Linked DNA regions of Pan troglodytes: region 2 is linked to region 1. Evidence: chromatin contacts called from public Hi-C data. All regions are on one chromosome and are shown on one strand. The core of a region is the stretch at or near the end of the contact, and the rest is flanking DNA. Distances in the headings are between cores, read along the strand shown.

Evidence for each region. Hi-C and Micro-C count contacts between places; a contact is called where the count stands out from the background.
Region 2: a contact with region 1 is called in a Hi-C map of stem cell-derived neural progenitor cells, with 1.6 times the contacts expected there. The contact joins two enhancer-like sites. A contact is called at or near these places in 2 of 7 Hi-C or Micro-C datasets (blood and stem cell-derived neural progenitor cells).

Annotation. Positions count from the first base shown.
Region 1 is chr13:21,546,864-21,554,567 of NHGRI_mPanTro3-v2.0_pri, forward strand. All of the region lies in intron 2 of GLI2 (GLI family zinc finger 2), which reads left to right. Among named protein-coding and RNA genes, the nearest start is that of GLI2, 130 kb to the left of the region's middle. Within about 2 kb of position 4,043, at least 9 of the 24 cell types and tissues checked have an H3K27ac peak or open chromatin away from gene starts, as enhancers often do. A contact at or near this core is called in stem cell-derived neural progenitor cells, where this site is marked.
Region 2 is chr13:21,615,183-21,622,886 of NHGRI_mPanTro3-v2.0_pri, forward strand. The region is part of intron 3 of GLI2 (GLI family zinc finger 2); the gene reads left to right. Among named protein-coding and RNA genes, the nearest start is that of GLI2, 200 kb to the left of the region's middle. Within about 2 kb of position 3,344, at least 3 of the 24 cell types and tissues checked have an H3K27ac peak or open chromatin away from gene starts, as enhancers often do. A contact at or near this core is called in stem cell-derived neural progenitor cells, where this site is marked.

The DNA.
Region 1 (7,704 bases), core at 2,793-5,292:
CAGTGCTTGCCTCTTCCTGACCGCGGTCTCCACCCCACACCTGTGATTGCACAACCCCAGGGCTGTAGAATCCACCACGGGCCGTCTCTCCTGCTATGATGAGAGCCTGCCTTGCTTCAAGCACTAGGACTCCACGTGAAGAACACACAGTTCTTTATTCTGTTTTAATCAGATGCTTAATGATTTTCAGTCTACTTAATTACTAGTATTGTATTTTTTAAATAGAGGTTTTAACTGCATCTATGTAGTATCTTAGCCACAATGTGGGTTATCTGGGCATTTGTGGGCTAACATGGAAAGCCACTCATATTATGTTACATTATTTTTTATGGGAAAATGCATTTAAGTTCCAAATCATTGATTTATAATATGTCGACCTTTGAGAACACAGCTCATTTGTAAGTGGGAATAGCCTGTATTCAGAACAACATAAAGGGTCTGATATGTCCTGGGAACAGCACAGATAAGCTGAGTCACAGGAGGGCGAGGCCGCGGCAGCCCTTCCAGGAAGCCTTTTGCTTGGAGGAGGAGTTGATGGGGCTGAGGCGTCAATGTGAACAGGAGAGAGGGTGGCGTCTGCTGTGTCTGCTGTGTCTGCGGGCATATTAGGGTCAATGGAAAGGCCAGTTTGGCAGCAAAATGACTTGTGTGTGGAGGGCGGCTGGAGAAGTAGACAAATTCCCAAGGGCAGTCACTGGACTTAGAGGTTACCTACTGGGCTTTGGTGGAGCCAGGGAAAGTTCTGGGTGTGGAGAGTCCTGGTGGCAGCCTGCAGGAGGAGGCTCTGTGAGGGCCCGCGTGGGGACACTGGTAGGATGCCATGGTCTTCCTGCAGGGCTGGCACACACAGACGGGAGGGCTGCTTCCAGGAAAGGTAGTTCTGGGAGACACTGTCCCCCGGGACAAGCGCACACAGGCTGGTCTTGACTGTAGTTTTGTTGCCTGGCTGTGTCCGTTTCCCACCTGCTGTTTTTTACATGGGTTGCCCAGGGCCAAGGCAGCTCCAGCTGATCCCTTCTCCAACCTCTGCCCCTGCAAGTCCTGCTCTGTGCAGAGCCCATGTGTCTCGATGGCTGAAGGTGGGGGTCGAATGGGGATTGGAGTGGGCTTGCCAGAGGCACTCCCACCCTCTTTTTTTTTTTGAGACGGAGTCTCGCTCTGTCTGTCGCCCAGGCTGGAGTGCAGTGGCACCATCTCGGCTCACTGCAAGCTCCGCCTCCCAGGTTCACACCATTCTCCTGCCTCAGCCTCCCGAGTAGCTGAAACTACAGGTGCCCGCCACCACACCCAGCTAATTTTTTGTATTTTTAGCCAGGATGGTCTTGATCTCTTGACCTCGTAATCCACCCACGTTGGCCTCCCAAAGTGCTGGGATTACGGGCGTGAGTCACCGCGCCCGGCCCCACCCTCTCTTACCTGAGCAGGGCTTTGGCTCTCTGTGGGGCACTTGTATGTCATGGAAGGGCATTTCTTCAAACCCCTCCTCCTGTAAGCCTGGCTGAAGAGAACCAGCTCAGAATCATCACTGCCTATGGAAGGCCTGGCCCAGGCTGCAGACACCTTGGGAAGGGGTCTCTCTGGAGATGGCCGTGGGGTCCAGAGAGCAGCCCTTTCTGTGGGGCGTTCACTGTTGGGGTCCAACCAGTTCTCTTCCAACTCGGTAATGCCTCATTCTGAGCCTGAACATTGCCCCAGGGAAGCTGAGGGGAAGGGCTGGTGATGGTGCCCTGGGATTCTGCCCGAGGCCTCATCACTTCCATCTATGGGTAGTATCGAGGCTGGGGAGCCCGAGCCGGGAGGGCTGACTAAACGTGGCTCGAGTGTCTGAGCGCTTGCCTGTGTCAGTGCAGCCCTTCGCGGTTCCAGAGCAGCCACTGCATGGAGGGGAGCCTCACTGATGAGCTCACTGCATGCAAACAGTAGCTGGGCCAGGTCCTACTGTCTGCATAGATGCCCTGCCCCCCATGTAACACAGTTGCCACCCGGCTACTGTCAGAAGGATCAGGATTCTGAACTTAAGGAGTTCTGTCCTCGCCACTAGGAGGGAAGGGGTCCTTCTGGCAAGGGTCCCATCAGGAAAGAGTTGGAGGCTCCGTTCCACCAGCCTCCAGCATGGTCTAGTTCTCCCCCGAGGCTGAGGAAAAGTTTGGTTCCCTTCCCTTGTTTTCTTTTTGTGGCCTTTGCGGTGCCCTTGGAGGCAGTACCACCCAAGAAGGGGGTCTGCTTTTCAGTTTTGCTGACCCGGGAGCGTTGGGGTTGAGCTTTTTATGTAAGTGACCGGGACAAACCTCTGATCCCTTTGCAACCCCATGGCCCTATAGAAGTGTCGCTGAAGCAGCATCTGGTTTGACCATCTTCTCCCCATCCCTGCCATCCCAGGAAGCCACCTGACTCATCTCAAGGGCTGCTGTATGCCGTGGGGAGGGTATATGCGGTGCTCAGATAGTGCCAGCCAACGCCTGCTCATGCAGCCCCTCTGCATTCAAGGCTTTGCCATGCGTCCCACTCCGGGTACCCCAGGCAGGCCGGGCTCTCTCTCTGGACCTGGCACCCCCCCTGTTCAAGAGAGGGAAGAGCAGGCCATTTCCAGCCCAACACCCTGTGCCTGGGGGCAGCACTGCCCAGACTCAGAGTGGGGATGCAGTTGGTGTTTATGGGACTCACTCTTGCTCCCCATGCTGAAAGATGTCCACAGTTCCTTCAAGATTCGAGGAAGGCCCATGCAGGCCTGAGCTGATTTCTTGGCTTAAGATGGGGTCCCATAGCTCCCCGCCTCCTGCATAAGAAACATGTCTTACTCTAGAGGCCTCAGCCTGTGCTCCTGCAGGAATGTAGCAGAGGGTGTTGGGGATAGGGTAGGGCTGGAGCTTGGCCACAGTCAGAGGGTCTCGGGTAGGGACATGGAGTCTGAGCCTCTGACAGGGAGAGCTACGGGACAGGTCAGGGCAAGGGAAGCGGGTGGCCGACTCTGGAGTGCCCCCCTCCTGGTCAGGGCCCTTCCTCCCATCCTGTCCTGGGATTAATGTCAAATGTCTTGTACTTAATGGTAATCCCATTGCTTAAGGTAAGATCTCCCTTTTGGGGACAGAAGAGCTGTTTTTCATATTCTTGATGCCTTGAGATCAGATGCAAAAGAAGGTATAGAATGTCATTGGGGTGACAAAGAGTGATGACGACAATAGCAATGACCCCTCCCCACCCCATTATGTCTCCTGCCATCCCCCACCCCCATTAGCAGAAAATGCAGCATCCTTGCACATGGCACCTGGCAGACAGGGCGGGTGGTGAGTGGCTGAGTGGAATCAGCAGTCCTGGCAGCCCTCACCAGCGGGTCCGTGAGCTTTGGAGGTGCTGAGGTTCCAATCTTCTGTTTGATTGGAACTCCTTGTCCCAAAGTACTTTTCATGTGTCCACTCCCTGCGGAAGGGAAAAGAGGGTGGGTGTGATTTTCCACAGCTTGATTCAAAAGACTGAAACTCGATGAGTGACATTTCAGGCTGGCTGGGGATGTGGGTTCAGATCCCCCCATGACCCCTGTGTGTGAGGAGCCACCTTCACCTGCACTGCCCGCAGGGACTCCACTTCCAGGCTCTGTAGCTCTCAGTGCCCTCAGGGAACTGCAGGGAGCCGGCTCAGAAGGTGCACAGTGGCCTGGGGGCCAGTCATGTCTTTCACAGCCTTGTGCGCCTTGGGCAAGTCTCCCTCCCTTCCTGGGCCTCAATTTCCCCTTCTTACCCAGTGGGCTGTCTAGTCCACATGGCCCCTAAGATCCCACCCAGCTTCCTTTTCCTCTTGGGGCCACAGAGTCAGGAGTTCGAGGCACCATGACCCCCAAGTTCCAGACCCTGGAGGGCAGCCGCTGCCCCTGGAAGGCATGCAGACGTCAGCTTCTCCCAGGAGGCGGAATTCATGCGGGCCCTAGTCTGAGAAAGGCACCCGCAGGGTGGACAGCACGCTGCCCGCCAGCAGTGTGGCTGGATCCCCGAGTCCAGCCAGCCTTTCCGTTAGCCAGCCAGCCAGCGAGCGCTCCTAAACCCTGGCCGCCGCCGGTTATAAATGATTCATGCAGCCCCGCCTCCCTCGGCGGCCACTTGATGTTCCCTGCGCTCCAGCCCGGCGGTCCACCGCCTCTCCTGCCGCTGGGCAGTGCCGCCGCTGGGCAGTGCCCTCCCCGCACCGCCGCCCCTCTGGGTGCTGCGTCCCTCCGCCCTCCCCGCACGCTGGGTAAGTTGAAGGAGGACGGCAGCTTTTCCGGAGACGCTCCCTGGAAAGGAGTGCTGATGAGGCCGCTCTTGTGTGTGAAGGCCTGGCCTGCAGCGCCCTTCTCCCACGTCCCTTCCCGTTGTCTGCTGCGCTCCAAGTTTGAAGCCAGCAAGCATAAGTAGGCGCCAAGACAGGGAGGCTGTGCTGGGCCTCAGGCGGGGGGAGCTGGAGGGAAGGAGGGAGGGAGGATGGGGGAGGAAAGAAAGGAACTGGGTGGACACAGCTGGAGGGGAGGAGAGAGAGGGAATGTGGGGAGGCATGGAGGCACTGCCGAGAAAATGGAGCAAGAAAGTTAGGCGGCTCCTGCGTGGACCCAGGCGAGCGTGCCAGGGACTGGGGGCTCTGGAAGATTCACACTGTCAGCCGTAGGCGTTCTTTCCTGCCCCCCCAGCCTCCCGCAACGGATGTACTCCGAGCCCTTCGAACTCTCGGGGTACCAGTGAGAACTTTGAACTGAGAGTTTCTTCTGAGATCCGGCAAAGCCGAGCTTCTGAGAGCTCAGTCTTCGCCACTTCAATTCCCCGCGGTTTGAGCTGCAAGGAGGACTCCAGACAAGAAGCTTTATTGTCTGCGAGTCCCAGCTCACGGTTACTTAGAAAAACATGTGTGTGTTAAAACAGCTTCCCGGGGGACCATGCTGTTTTCGGGTGAGGAATGAATCTGGGGAAAGTTAAGTATAGGAGAGAAGGAAACAAAATCATATTGAACAGGAATGTTCTAGAGGCTTGGCAAAATCTAGAAGACACTTTATTTCATCGTCTTTTTTCTTTGCAACATCTATCGAATCTTTCTTCTTTTGACTTCCTAAGGGGCTTTACCCAGCCCTGCCTTCTGGGCCCCAGAGGTCCTAAAAGTGGGAGGACTTTTTCCAGTGGGAGGTTATGCTGCCCCCAAGGCCTTGCAGGGAAGGAACAGGCAGGGGCAACTGGCCCCCTCCCTCCTGGGGACACTTGCATTTTCCCTTTGCCATTCAGAAACAAAGTTAGGTAAGGAGGTGAGAACTTCCTGGGAGCTGCCTTTTGGGAAATGGTGATTGTGACCTCAAATCATGTCAGAGTGTGACTTGCTAGAAGAGAAATGGTCGAGGGAAGAGGGGGTGGGTGACTGGAACCCTCAGGTAACAGGTAAGGATGCAGCAGCAGTGTCCTGGAAAGACCCTTCTGTGCATTTTGTGGGGAGACTTTCCAGGCCAAGGCAAGGAGAACGTGTGGCATCTTCTGAGAGGGAAAGAGGAGCTCAAGGAAGAGGGGAAAGGTCATTGCCCTTGGACCTTGCAGGAAGCAAGGTGCAGGGGCGGGCACATGGTATTGGAGGTCATGAGATTTGGGATCCTCTCAGTGCACTGGGAAGGACATGACCAGGTGGTCGTGTGGGGACATGGCTCTAGCTGCTATCTGGAGACAGGACTGGGCCAAGAGTTCTCTATTCTGTTCCATTGGTCTGTGTGCCTGTTTTTGTACCAATGCTGTTTTGGCAGGGAGGTCACAGAGGAGACCATTTCTGGGCCTGGAATTCATGAGAGTGGCCTGGCCCGAGTGGGGACAGGGAGGGGAGAGAAGCAACCTGGGGCACACTTCCCTAGCCAGTCCCATGTTTGTGAGACCTGGGAGGGCTGTGGTCAGGGGGCTGGGCCCTGGGGCAACAGTGCCTTTGCATTTGAACACAAAGTGCCACTTGGTATAATGGGCACAGCTCAGTCTTGGCTGTTCTTGAGTTTTAAACAAATCATGATCGCCACCTTCCAAACAATTTAGTTTTTTTCCCCTAGCTAGCCCCATCACAAACTTTTGAAGCATGAAATGAATTTTGCTGGCCCTCACCAATAGGATCCTTTCCCTAGATAATGGATTTTATGAAATGGCTATAATCCTCCTAGGTAATGAGCAAAAGCTACACTCTCCACTTGGGTCCAGCATTCCTCTTCCTGATTTATGATAGATTGGTTAAAATAGTAAACTGATAGCAGTTGCAAAATAGTCATCAATCACCAGGCAGTGTCGCTTAAACTACAGAAAGGTTTCCAGAAGTGAGATGCTGGAAGCCAGAGAGAGAACAATTTGGCAATACCAAAGGCATAAAGCACCAATGAAATCAAATCTCTGTATTTGTATTCTGAAGACAGAGGAGTAGAGTGGCTCAGGGTACTAAGGAAGGAAGGAAATGCAAGCAAACCCATTCCCCAAGGTCAAAGGACACCCCCTCCTGGGCTCCAGGCTGCAGGGGTCCCTGCAGGGGGACCTTCAGTCCAGGGGGTTCTTCAGGGGGACTGTCCAGAGGGCTCTGCAGGGTGCTGCAGAGCTCTCACCAGTTGGTTTAGTGTTCTGTTTCTCTTTCTAGACAGTTTTAGAAAGTTTTCCAATTTCTAACATGTGTAAATATGTTGGGCTAATATACAGTAATGGCTTTTAAAGCAAAGTTTTTCAGAAGTATAAGAGGATTGAAGTGCGAAGCTATCAAGGCCATGCCCAGGTCTCACCCGTGCTCCCTCACCCCCTTGCCCCTTCGTCCAGACACCTGGCCTGCCACACCCAGCCCAGGACAGAACTTTTCTTTCCTCCTGTACGCTGAGCTGTCAGACCATGAGTGTTCATCATGGGCTGATGTGATAGTTGATGCTGGAGAAACTAATGTTTTAGGGGCCAAAACAAGGTCTGCAGCAGCGTTTCCATGGAACTGCCTTAGTCTGGGTGAGTGACCTCATGGCTGTAGATTACTTACATCATCAGTTCAGGAGAAAACATTCTCCTCCATTGGATGAATAGATGAATGAGTGGTGAGAAGCTGTAGAGATCTTGTGTGGTGTCAACGCCCTCATTTCACAGGGGAGGAAACTGAGTCCCGAGAGAGGGCAGCGACTTGGTTCAGGTCTCAGGGAATTGGTGAAAGAGATTGGAGTATGGCCTCAGCTGAGGTGTGACTGCCAGTGACACCTGCCGGAATGTGAACTTCACGGATAGCGCTGGCTCACACCTGTGTTGCTTAGTGTAGGCTGCTGAGCTGACCACTTGCCCTTGATTATTTCAAGTGGCCGTGCCATGTGCCACCTTCAGACCTGCTCCCAGATCGATCCCAGAGCCTAGGGTGGGACTGTGGTTGCTGTCATCATAGCTGTGTGATTTTCCACAGGTCATATAACCCTCTTGAGCCTCATCTTCCTCTTCTGTGATATGAGAGACTCTTCCTGCAGAACCTGGCGTGTAATACATGCAACCTGCATACCCACCTTCAGTCCAGCAAGCAGCCATCAGGCACCAATTCTAGACCAGGTCCTGGGCCGCCATAGAAACTCAAAGTTAGATAGGAGCTGGGTGGGAAGTCAAGAAACACTCAGGATTTTGAACACAGCTGTCAACCCCTATTCCTTAATTGAGAAAGGCAAATCCTGGGACTTGAATAAGTAGATTGGGAAGACTCATGGCTGCACTAGTGCATGAAATATTA
Region 2 (7,704 bases), core at 2,094-4,593, 68 kb after region 1:
GAGTCTGGCATCAGCCTGTAGAATACAGTAAATCATATTTATAATTTGCATGGGTCTGCAGCAGGCCAGGCACGGCCCTGGGCCCTGGTATATTGTACTGGTGAATCTTCCTGATTGCTCTGTGAGATGGGGGTTAAGCTTCATCTTGCAGATGCAGACATTGAGGCTCAGAGAGGCACGGTGACTTCTATGTGACATCCCTGCAAGGTAGTTACTTCCGTGAGGGCAAGGAGACCAGGCTCTGGGGTGCAGATCTCCTCCCCAGCCAAGGAGGGGCTAGTCTGGTTAAGCCCCAGTGATGGGCAGCAGGTGCTCCCAGAGCCCCCCGTCCCTACGCGGTCCTGCTGGGGTGGGCTTCCAGCGGCTCCACACTATCCTCAAGACAGTTGGTTCCCGTCAGACTGAGTGGGGGACACAGCAAGAGCCTCGGGGCTGGCCCTGGGCTCTGGAAAGCCCATGCCCTCACCTCTTCCGCCCCCAGTGTCCCAGGTGAGAACCAGGGCAAAGCTTGTGAGGAAAATGGCCCCGTGGCTCTGGCTTCCATGATGAATGTGGTTGGAGCCTGGTGGAGAATCCCGATCCATCAAGCCCATGTTGTAGCTCGCTTCTCCCTGCCAGCACCAAATGTGTCTAATTACACAGATGTTTGCACAGCAAATGAGGTACGGTGTCATCTCATTTCTGTGTCAGCTGAGCCTGAGCCTGAGCCTGCTGCCCTGAGCTGGTGACCATTTCGTGGGTGTGCCCGCCACTCAGCCCTTGCACCTCCTGCTTTCCACTGCTCAAGCACCCAGACCCCCTCCCCGTTCCCTCTCAGGATCCTGATAGCTCCAGGGAGGGCGCACCCAGTGTGTGCAGGCTCCAGAGAGGTGTTCCCTGCACTCTCTCATTCTGCCCTGCCCTCTGCCCCTCGGGAGTACCTTGGTCATCACCCAAGAGCCTGCCATTGTCAGTTCTCAGCCTGCCAGGCTACCCGCACTGGGACCCATTGCTGAACCCTCCCTAGCTGTGATTAACATGAATTAACTCATCTCAGCTTTCTCATCTATAGAAGGGCCAGATCTGCTGAGACAACCCACATAACCCAGCCAACTGAGTTATTTTGAGAAGGAGACAGGGTGATGTGAGTAAAGCGTCTAGAACACTTTGGAAACATTCAATGGATATGAGCAACAATCGTGATCATTGTTGTTATCCTCACTTGCTGATTTGAGAAGGGGGCCACGGCAGGCTGGGAGACTGGGTGGCAGAGGCCGGCCACAGCATGTCCTTGGGAGAGTTGACTGTCTGGGGACTGCGGCACAGAAGGTGGGGGATGGGGCTGAAGGAGTGCTGTGGTGCGGTGTGGTGGGGGTCTTTCTTTCCCCCAGTTGAGGAATTTGGACTTCCTCCTTTTGGCAACCGGGAGCAGCGGGGAGTGGTCAGATTTATTTTCAGGCAACTACAGCAGTAGTTAGGGAGTAGACAGGAGAAGGGCGGGAACTGTGGTGAGAGGACCTGCCAGAGCTGCCACAGTGGCCCTGGGGAGAGGGGAGCAGGACCAGGGCTGACCACCCGGCTGTAAACAGGCAGCTGCACGTGGGGAAGGCAGGGCATGGAGGTTGGCGTGAGGACAGCCTTGCAGCCCAGCCCAGCTCGATGGCCTCCTCATAGACACCCAAGCCCACTCCTCTGCAGAGCACCCTTCCCGGTCACTTAAGGTTCAAACCCACAGCAGGCTTGCATGGCTTACTGATGCTCACGTGGTTCCAGGGGAGGAAAGTCACCACCCACCCGTGGACTCCTGCTGCAGTGTCTTTGGGCTGTGCAAACCACAAGTGATGGGGAGACAAATGGGGCAGGGGTGTGTGATTGCTGGTCAAGCAAGGTTCTCTTGAGGCCCCCATGGGGACATCCCTAAGTCTCCAAGAGTCTGTACAAGGGCGAGAAGAGAAGGCCGGCTGTGAATAGGGCCACACACCCCCAGCAGTCTCTCCAACCTTGTGATGCTAACAGGAAAGAGAAGCTCTTTGGATGCCCTCTGGGCCCCCTGCCTCCCAGAAATAGGCTTGCCAGGGTGTCATGGGGAGCAAGGCTGAGGTGTGGCGAGGAAGGGTCCCTAAGTTGGTGCTCCCCATTTCCTCAGTGTATGTGGTCACACAAGCATGAGTCCGGCCTGCCCTGGGCCAGCGTTAACTTGTGTCCTTGAGAGGAATGTAGAAGTCCATGCTCCTGGTTCGGGGGGCTGGGGTGGACCTTCAGCTCCCTATGTTGCTTTTGAGGACCTTTCCAGCCCTGCCCTGCCCTGCCCTGCCCTGCCCTGGGGCTTCAGAGAAGACCAATTTCAGCTGCTTCCTGCCCAGAAGGGCGTACAGAAACTGCCCCATGCAGAGGTTCCCAAACTTGGCTGCAGATCTGAACACACAGGGTGGGTCTTAAAGATGCCCATTCTCAGGCCCTGGCCCCAGGAGTTCTTGTTGATTTTCAGACTAGGGTGAAGCCCGGAAATCTGCTTATTTACAGGCGCCCATAGGCCAGAGTTTGGGGACCACTGCAGGCGCCCCTGCTTGCTTGACGTCCGGGAAAGCAGGCCCAGAGCTGCTTGTTGGCTTTCTGGACTCATCACTGACAGCGCCTCGCCGCCAAAACACGGGTTGTTAAAAATCCCCTGGTTCCTCGTGATAACCCATTCACAGACAAGTCCCTCCTAAACCTATTCATATGACCTAAACCTATTCATATTCTCAGCTTGCAAAAGGCAGTGAGTGTATGGGGTGGGAACAGCTGCAGCATCTCAGCCTTCCTTTCTCCTCCTGCCTGGCACCATCTGACCTCTGACATCCACGACTCCACCCCCAACCTGACCACTGCTGATGGCTTCCTGCAGGTCTCTTGATCCTGAGCTGTAGTTGGTTTGCATTGCATTGGCAGTCACGGCCCAAGGCCACCCTTCCTGGAGGAGAGACGAGAGGGCTCTTGCTGGCACAGATGGCTCAGGGTTGTAGCTATCAACCCGGGCCCAGGTATGTTAGGGCAATAGAGTGAACGCCAGCTGGTGGGCATGGGGGCCTCACCACCCTTTCATCTGCACGCTTGGTCACACAAAATGCATATTACCCAGGGCCTCCAGAGACAGCATTAAGAGTGTCTGAAGCCCCACTTGGTCCCCGAGACTGCATGTTAATGGGGATGTTTAGCCGGGTGTCAGTGTGCCTTCACTTAAGAGAGTAGTTTCTTTGCTGCCACTGGGCCGAACTCATGAACTTTCCAGTCTGGGGGGATTTGAAGATTGCTTTTTCCAAGGTCAGTGTCCCATAAAGACTGCACCGTTCACCATGAGATTAATGAACACAGCAGCCTGCTCAGCCTGTGACTCACCAGTGTCATCCCGGGCCTTTATGACTCTGTCCTCAGTCATTCACTGAGACGGGTGGGTTGAGCAGAAAGATATTTTCTTCTTGATTCTTGGCACAGCACCCGAGGTTCACGATTCATAGAGGATTGGCTTTGTTTGTTTTTTGGGAAGAACCTTCTCCTCCCTCTGCAAACATGCTTGTTTCTTTTCAGAGCCTAGAGGAAGGAGGAGACTTCCGAAAGGCATGTCCATCTGCTCCCTGGGATGAGATGCTAGGTGGGCCCAGCGTCACCCACCAGGCAACTTGTCCCTCCTTTCCACGTGGGTCCACACTGCCTCTCCATCTCCAGGGAGCTCTTCCTTAAAACCGGCTGTTGCTGACCACTTCTTCAGAGCAACTGGACAGCAGGTAGACAGGGAGCCCAGAAACCCTGGGTCCAGGCGATGTGTCGGGCAGCACATCCTTCCACGGCTGTCTGAGGGTAGACCGACTAGATGTGGAGCCTTGGCTCAACTGTGATGTAAACAGCCCTGAGACCCCATCAGGCAGGCCCCTCCCCATCTCTGGGCTGTGGGATACTTGGGTCAGACCAGCAGAGGAGCAGTAGCAGGAGTCTGTGCCCAGCCGCCGGCTTATGTCATGTCACCCTCCCTGCAAGGTGGGATTATCACTCCCCAATAATCACTCCCACTTGATAATTGGGGAAACCGAGGCATGGGGAGGCTGGCTGCCTTTCCAGTGACACACTCCTAGTAAGCAGCATAGATTACTTACTGGGCATTTTGACCCCCCACCCCTCGCTAAAATCTTCCCCAGCTCTGAGAGCTTCAGATTCCCAAAGCCAAGAATGCACTCGCTGGGCTGCGTGGGACAGACAGCTCATTTATAATGGAATCTGGCCTGTAAAAGTTTAACGAGGAGCGTGTCTGATAAGATGGGCTGGTCTTTGATATTTACTGAACGCCAAGCCCTCGCAGAAGAGGAGCTGCTGGCTCTGGGTTTTGGAGAGAGCCGTGGTGGTCAGCCGAGAGCAGGAGGGGCCAGGGAGTGGAGCAAATCTTGATGTGCAGGCCGAGGTGGGCATGCAGTGGGGGAGGGACTGCGGCAGGATCGGGATGAACGGTTCGGTTCCTCTCCTGTCCCTCGGGGTCCCCACTGTCGGACATTTCCCCTCCACACCCCCAGTACGTAGACAGAACAGGGTTGAGGCCGGGGCTCACATCTTGCCTATGCTGCTTATACTCTTCACATCCTTGGGCTTGCTTAGCCCCACAAGCCTCAGTGGCCCCCATCTCTAAAATGGGGACATAGTGGCTCCCCATGTGAAACTGTTGTGAGGACTAGATGGGTGTCTGTAAAGCATGTAGAAGCACACCTGGGACATACCGAGTGGCGGAGAGTCCCCTGCTCTCATCACTGCCCTGCTGACATTAGAAGGAAAGCCAAGTTTCACTGCAGACACCCCGCAGGGTGCTGGGCCAGTGGTGTCCTATTCAGTCCTCCCAACACCCTGTAAGGTGGGGGATTTTCTCCTCAATTCATAGAGGCGAGAACTGGGCGTTCCCAGAATTTAAGAACTTCCCAAGATTGCCCAGCTTGTGAGATCTCACCAAGCCAGAGCTCTTCCCTATGCCGTGATTGTCCTCAGAGAGGAAAGAGAGTCTCGCCATGGTTCTCAGGGCTGCAGTATGTTGTTTCTGTCTGCAGACATGGAAACAGAACAGTAATCAACCCAAACGAATTAATCACTAACAGTAAAGTTTCAGGCATTGGTGGGGTGGATTGGCCTTTGAGGTGGGGAGTCCTCTTAGACTGCACATGTTCAGACTGTCCACTCGGTGGAAGCTGACGCCACTGCCAGATGCATTCATTTATTCAGCCAAACTCATTGTTGCTGGATTTATTGTATCTCAAGTGCTGTCACTTGAGGCCACTCCTGCCAGCCCGAGTCAAGGTGTTGCTGAGGGAAAATGTGAGCAGTGCCCTGCCCCTGAGGCACTGCTTAAAAAGGTCAGAAATTGCTGCTGCCGTCAAGCCTCTGTCACTGCAGCCAGCACTGATGGTATGTCTGGTGCCCATCAAAAGGTATGCTGGACACGTCAGGAGCCCCATCCCTCCATCCTCTCCTTCCAAGGCCTGCACCTCTGAAATGTACACTTGGCCTGTGCTGCCCAAACAAAGTAGCAAGAGTTCAGAGTTGCTTAACTCAGTGGGGAATGTTCTTAATGCTCGTTCCTCTGAGGACACTCACCCAGGGACCATGTGTGCCAGCCTCATGCCAGGCACTGGGGATACAGGCCCAAGGAGGCACAGTCTTTTTTAATAGAATTTTTATTTGTATAAATTTATGGGGTGCAACTCCAATTTTGTGACATGCATAGATTTTGTAGCGGTGAAGTCAGGACTTTTAGAGTATCTATCACCTGAATAGTGTGAATTGCACCCACTAATTTCTCAAACTACATGCCCCTTCCACCTCCAGGAGGCACAGTCTTGCTGCCCACATAGACCCCATGATCTGGTTGGAGAGAGGGCAGAAATTGGCCAATGACAGGGTGGTATGCTGGAAGAGGGGGTATGGGGAGCCCAGAGCACCAGAAATACAGGAACAGAAAGCGCTTATCAGCGGGGAGGCATGAAGGCCTCCCCCCACGTCCCAGCCTTTCCCCAACCCCACCCACTGGGGGCCCTACCACCTTCTTCGGGTTGCCCTGTTCCAATGAGGGGCCTCCACTTCCAGGCAGACACCAGTGCCACTAAGGAGGGGAATCTTTTCAAAGCACATACTCATGAAGGCTTGGTAAAAATCAGCAGCACACCCACCTCGAAGAAGAGATATATCTGAGCTGCTCAGGATTCTCCAGCTAGTTTTGACAGGCATCCAGGAAAGGAAATTCCACACACCACTTTAGCAGGCTGGGCCAGAGTTTAAGAATCTCACTGTGGAGGAGTTTCTATCCAGCCCGCCGGCCACCCAGGCCCTTTCTCATCACTAAAACCCAGGCCTCTAACGAAATATAATGAAATCTCTCCCACTAACGAAGGCCTCTCCCCACAAACCCCACTCCCAAGACTGCACATCTTATTCTCCTATTTCCTTATTCCCACCCATGGCTTTAAACCCTTGACTTTCTGGAAGATTTGGTTCAGCAGTGCTCAGCCCATGGCAGCTTCTATTACAGACAAAGTCCCCCTGTACTCGGAGGTCAGTGGTGCAGTTCACCTGGAGAGGGCCTAAGCAGGACCGACTCCCCCAGGGCCTCCTCCCTGGACCCAGACACATTCCTGGTTCCACTGCACAGAAGGAGCAAACCCAAGGCTTCCAACAGGCCCCACACCTCACTCCTCCCCTCCCTACCCTGCTCCACCAATGTCTTCACTTTGCTAGGAAAAACGTCTCCCTGATAATCCCCTTATCTTTTATGCTTTTTGGGTTTTCTGTTTGCAAAAACTGATAACCTTCCTATTCTGCTCCCAGGGGAAAACTGATAAAGGGTGAGTGAATGAATCAACTGTTGTGGACCATGTGGCTAGATTGCAACCAAGTCCATCTCTATTGCCCCCTTTGTAGGCACAATTTTATAACTTAATTTCCCTACCAAAACATCAGTGTTTACTTAGTAAGAAATCTGCTCTTTGTCAACTGAAAACAGTGATTTCTTTATTACAGCTCTGCATAGGGAGTGACAGCTGAAAGCTGGCCAGGTCTGGTGTGGTGTCCGGGTCTGTGATGGGAACGGGGTGAGTGCAGGTCGAATATATGGGATGCGTGTTTGCTGCAGATGGGGCTAGGGCTGGCCCGGAGGGAGCCTGGACAACAGATAGATGTTGTGGCCAAGAGGGCCCATGGAGTGATCATGTAGACGACTGAGCCTCAGATGCTTTCCAGCAGTCACACACATTCACCACCACCACCAGCCCTGAGTTCCCCCACAGCGCCAGCCCTGCAGCCGTCCTGCTCCCGGAATCCCTATCCACTCAGCCAACTTAAACCAGAGACTACTTCTACCCAGCCAGCCTTTTAAAAAAACAAATTGGTCTTATTGATTATTGAAAACATGCAAAAGAACAACAAAAGTGGCCAGGTGTGGTGGCTTACGCCTATAATCCCAGCACTTTGGGAGGCCGAGGCAGGGGGATCACCTGAGGTCGGAAGTTCGAGACCAGCCTGGCCAACATGGCGAAACCCCGTCTCTACTAAAAATACAAAAATTAGCCAGGCATGGTGGTGGGCACCTGTAATCCCAGCTACTGGGGAGGCTGAGGCAAAAGAATCACTTGAACCCAGGAGGCGGAAGTTGCAGTGAGCTGAGATGGCGCCATTGCACTCCAGCCTGGGCAAGAGCGAAACTCCATCTCAGAAAAAAAA